2 separate regions of the Danio rerio genome follow, and region 1 is linked to region 2. Evidence: chromatin contacts called from public Micro-C data. All regions are on one chromosome and are shown on one strand. The core of a region is the stretch at or near the end of the contact, and the rest is flanking DNA. Distances in the headings are between cores, read along the strand shown. Region 1 holds the start of bmpr1ab (bone morphogenetic protein receptor, type IAb). Region 2 holds the start of glud1b (glutamate dehydrogenase 1b).

Region 1 (2,910 bases), core at 352-2,851, 180 kb before region 2:
CTACAGCAGAACGAATCACCAACTTATCCAGCATATGTTTTACGCAGCGGATGCCCTTCCAGCTGCAACCCATCACTGGAAAGCATCCATACACTCCCATTCACATACATACATTACGAACAATTTAGCTTACCCAATTCACCCACACCACGTCTTTGGACTTGTGGGGAAAACTGGAGCAACTGGAGAAAACACGGGGAGAACATGCAAACTCCACACAGAAATGCCAGCTTACCCAGCCGAGGTTAGAACCAGCGACCTTCTTGCTGTGAGGTGATCGTGCTACCCACTGCACCATTGTGACCCATCACTATAAAATAAATATGACAAAAAATTCAGTTTTCCATCACATAAATAATTACATTGTAAACAAAAAAAAATCTAAATAGAAAATCATTGAATGTGAATTAATAACTGAATATTTGTTATAGAAATTAACCTAACCACTTATTTCATCAACATGATAAAAACATTAAAATATAAAATCATTGAATTTGATTGATATTCTAAAACTGGATATTTGTTATAGAAATTAACCTAACCGCTTATTTTATCAACATTATGAAAACATTTAAATAGAAAATCATTTAATATGATTTAATATTTTAAAACTGAATATTTGTTATAGAAATCAACCTGCTTATTTTATCAGCATTATAAAAACATTAAAATAGAAAATCTTTGAATATGAATTAATATTTATTCATTCATTTTCCTTTGGCTTAATACCTTTATTTATCAGGGGAATGAACTGGCAACTTAAACAGCATATGTTTTATGCTGCAGATGCAACCCAATACTGGGAAACACCCATACTCATACTCTTGGACTGTGGGTAAACCAGAGCACTCTAAGAAGATCCACACCAACCAGGAAAACATGCAAACTCCACACAGAAATGTCAACTTCCCCAGCCGGGACTCGAAACAGCGACCTTCTTGCTGTGAGGCAACAGGGCTAACCACTGAGACACCGTGTTGCTCTAACTGTGTTAACCTTTTTACTTATTTAAAAATGTAAAATAGTATAAAAATATTACCTGCTTCAACGAAAGTTTACTTTAAATTTCTCATATTTATCTAAATTCATACCTCATGGTGAGTCTGGCTATATTCACCAAGCCAATTTCTGCAACACCTCAACTGCCCTGTAGATGGTAATGTAATTAGGAGTGATGACGTTGTTCAATCTTACTTTCTGGTTATAAGTTCATAATTCTCCCCACGTGTTTTTGTTTATATTATCTTATTTATATTAAAATATACGCGCATTTAACACTTCGTTAATCTTGTGCTAGATTATATTCATTATTATACATTTAAATTGCAAACTGTGGCATATTAAACACTTCCACGTTTTGTCAACAGATGGCACCCGCAGTTCTGATTTTGGTAGGACCTCCTCCCATTCATCCATCTCCTCGCTCTCCGGCGCGTTTCTCTTGCTTGTTATTCGCCGCGCGCGTCCGCGAGTAAAACGCTCGCGCTCAGACGCGCGGCAGTGATTGGAGGACGAAAGCAGCGCGAGGTTGTGATTGGAGGACTGAATCAGGGCTCATCGCGTTACGCGCACGAGTGGAATGTTCCCTCACAGAGAGGCACAACTAGAGAAAAAAGAACGAAAGAAACAGGAGAAAACGTTCTCGAAAGAGAGAAAAATCACATAGAACCACACCAGGGAAACTCTTTATTATTCACGCTTTGAAGTAGATTTTCGTCACGTGCCATAAGCCCTGATTTGGAAGGCTTTGGACTGTTTTAGCAGCTTCATCAAATAGGTAAGTGGGAATTCCGGATATTTGCGTGATGATTTTCTTTCCGGTTGTGGAGGGAGAAAGTTTGTCTCTTGTCATGGTTTCGTTTTGCAAAATAATGGACGCTCTTAACGAACATAGTACTAAAATAATATCAGTTAAAGGTATTCAGAGTGTTGTACATCTGCGTCTGCGTGTTAATAATCAATTTTGTTTATGCCATATTATATTATCTTTTTCTACAACACCCATGTTCTCATTTAAGGCAAACCTCATTTATACTGTCTGTCTACGCTGCTTCGTGTTTCGTCTATTGTATTTGTTTGGTGTTGTATTTGTTTGTATGTTTGCTGTTGCTTTGATAGCATCTGTGTTTGGGTTTTGTTATCATGTCCCAACATGCATCGCGTAAAATCACGTTGACTACCTGCTTGTGTAGTTTGGATTGGCCTTTGTCAGAAGCTGAATAGAAAACAGTTTCTCCTTGATTAGAGGGTTTTGTTCTTTTTACATCAACTTTGCAGCATTTTAATTGTAATTGACAGGCTGCACACTGTTTTTTAACTGAATGTAAATGTTTAGATGCTGTCTGTTGGCATTTGCATGGTTTGTTTGTCCTGTGGTTGCTACAAAACCTCAAACATAATAAGAGAGAAAATAGTGGCTTTATTTCTGCTTGTTGGTATAGTCACGACTTCAGTAATGAACAAAATATGCTGTTCGTTACGATTATTGTATTAACAACAATACTGTTTTAATCATGCTATTACATTTGTCATTTATATGGCCACAGATGAATTTGATTTCTTATTTTTTTTAGTTTACATTAATTTGGTTATTTCTACATCTAAACACTGTTGTTGCTAAGACAAAAATGACATATCCATTGTTATTAATAACCCAATCAAGTCGAAAATTGCAGTCAAACTGATAATTTTATATCTGTTAAATTAAAACATAAGGATAAGGTAAAACTTTATTGTCCCAGTTATGTAAATTTGTCTTGGGCTATTGTCCTTAGCTGCAGTCATCACATACGTAAAAAGATAATACAAACATACAAAAAGCAAATGTGTATATAAAATTATAAATCTACAACCCCACCCCCAAAAAGTTACATACACACCTCCATATATAAACCCACAAATAGGCAAAAA
Region 2 (2,813 bases), core at 67-2,566:
TCTCATCTCAGCAGAAATTTAAAATCTACACAGTAAAAAACATTTTATTTTATGCTGTCATGCTCCGTGAAGCACTTTATTTGTCAATTCAAAGTTATGATCTAAACAACTTATTTTCCTTTGATTATATGACTGATGGTGTTGTTAAATTACAAGAGTAATAATTAAGCTAATTTAATACTACTACTATTATTAATATTAATAGTATTGTAGGCTAATTTGTATTTTGGATTATGCTGTCATGATCTGTAATTAAGCATTTTATTTCCTATGCCAAGTTGAGTACTGTTAAAATATATTGTTAAAGCAAATCATTTAATTTATTCAACTGGAAAGGGTTTTAAATGATTAGATATGCTATTTGGTAACATGACTAACATACACAATCTTGGGGAAAATAACCTAAATTCCTGTGTATACTGTATCTGACTCCACCTCCAGGTAAAATGTACACCTGTGCAAGGTCTGCCAAGGTGATTTATTATTGACAAGACAGAACTGGTCAAATCCAGGCAAAAGCAGAGCAGCATTTGTCCCAAAACGTGCAAACATCATATCAATAAAAGAGAATAATAATCAGGAGAGTCATTGTCAACAACTGTCTATCAGTATGAACACAAACCGAAACTGTAAATCCTTTTGTTGAACAAAACACTTGCAAACACACGTTTTGCTTAAATAAAAATAAATAGTGATATCTTACCCCCCTTGCAGGGTGTTCTGTGCTGGCTGTGTTGTGCCCGGTAACCCTCGATAACCTCCCATTCTCCGTTGTCTCTCTTGATGGGAAAGGACACGCTCAGGACGTGGTTGCAGGGCTTGATGATCTTGAGGATTCCCCGCACACGGCTCCTCTTCTGCTCCGGCGTCTCCCGGGTCTTCAGGTCCTCCACCAGTTTGTTTTCGACAATAGTAGCGCCGCGGTCAAAGAAGCCCTCCACCATCCTGAAGAAGTTGGGGTCGTCCTCCTTGTCAGCGGCATCGCTGTAGTGGCGCACCCGCAGCAGAGACGAGGAAGCCGGCAGAGCGGACTCGACGCATCCCGAGGCCAGAGCGCTTCCCGCTCCGCGAGTCAGCAGCTCCCCGAAATACCGGTACATGGCGACAAGGGGCTTTGAAAGTTACGGTACTGTGGAGAAAGAAGAGATGAAATGATGCTGGGTTATCGACGAGATGGAAAAAGGAAACGAGAAGGGGGGTAAATGAACGAGACGACAGTTGCTCCTGAGCCTGCCTCGTTCAGTGTCAAAGTGTCAGCGCTCATGCCGATTCACGCTTTAAAAGGCAGCGGCGTGTTCAGAGGAGCCGAGCTAGGCGGAAGGTTAGGAGGAGGAGGAGGAACCCGCACGCGCAACTTTTAAATCTCCCTTTCCTTCGGCCGTGTTTTAATAGGCGATATCCAAGGAACTGCTTTTCAGCCACCGAAAAACTTCCTGCAGAAATGTTGATGTGACTGTCTTTAATTTCATGAGGTATATTTTACAGCAAAAATAATAATATTAAAATAATAAAATAATTGTAAAAATAATTGTAAAATATAAATATAATGTAAAATATAGTCAGTTCAGTTGTATTGACCTAAAAGTCATTCAAGCGTAAAACCACGTAAACGGGGGTTTAAACAAGTCCAGTAAGGAAGCAGCTCATAAATGCAGAAAATCGAAAATACTGTTAAAATAACCCAGCAAACATTTTTTTAAAGATGTCTAATAGATGTCTAACAGACGTCTAAACAAAGTCATGGGGCTAAAAAAAGGCTAAGTTTAGGCTGTCAGTGAAAAAATCTAATAGACGTCTAAGAATAGGCCAAACTTTAATAGCTAGTCTAGTTTTGAGCTATACTCTAAGATACTAGATTTTTACTAACAACCCAAGTTTAGCCTTGTTTTAGCCAAGCTGTCTACACTTAGATGTCTATTAGACATCTGATTCAATCATTCATTTTCTTTTCGGCTTTATTAATCTGGGGTCGCCACAGCAGAATGAACCGCCAACTTATCCAGCATATGTTTTTACACAGCGGATGCCATCCATCACTGGGAAACACATACACCATTACATACACACTCATTCACTCACACACACTCATACTTTGGACTTGTGGGGGAAACCGAAGCACCCAGAGGAAACCCACGTGAACACGTGGAGAACATGCAAACTTCACACAGAAATGCCAACTGACCCAGCCGAGGTTCGAATCAGCGACCTTCTTTCTGTGAGGCGAATGCTACCTACTGCGCCACGCACTATTAGAACGTGTTACCCACTGCACCACCCACTATTAGACATCTATTAAACACAAATTTGTTTGCTTGGAAATATTCATATTTTAAAGCCACAATGTGAATAGTGCTTCTTGGTCGACGTGAGACCCATTTTATATTGTGTCTCAGTCAGACAGTTAAAATTTTAAGCCAGATCTTATAAACGCTGCAACAGTTCACTGAAAGTGCCTGGGCATCCTAATTAAAAGTCCTCATGCTTAAGAGCCATTCATTGTTTTTATTTTAATTAATGGTCAAGCTCAATTATTTTAGATGTGATTTTTCTATTAATTACAATTGAATGTTGCTGATCTGATGATCTAATTCCTTAAGTGGACACTATTAGTGTAATAATTATGATTATTATATTTATTGATCACATTTAGCACAAAAATTGTTACACACTAAGTTATATATTTATATTTATATACATGCTTGTATACCAATAATTAAAAATAAAGAGATCTATTGAAAATTCCCAGTTTCTCTTGGTTTTTTAAATTACTAGTCATAAGTAAGGTTTTTTTCTTTGTAAGCTGACATTTTTTC

What was found. A called contact is a pair of places that touch in the nucleus more often than the background predicts.
Region 1: a contact with region 2 is called in a Micro-C map of caudal fin, with 5 times the contacts expected there. The contact joins the promoter of bmpr1ab here to the promoter of glud1b in region 2. A contact is called at or near these places in 2 of 18 Hi-C or Micro-C datasets (caudal fin and an unstated tissue).

Annotation. Positions count from the first base shown.
Region 1 is chr12:27,820,368-27,823,277 of GRCz12tu, reverse strand. bmpr1ab (bone morphogenetic protein receptor, type IAb) reads left to right here and starts at 1,601. Exons shown (of 13, transcript NM_001004585.2): 1 at 1,601-1,777.
Region 2 is chr12:27,643,622-27,646,434 of GRCz12tu, reverse strand. glud1b (glutamate dehydrogenase 1b) reads right to left here and starts at 1,316. Exons shown (of 13, transcript NM_199545.4): 1 at 704-1,316. The coding sequence starts at 1,100.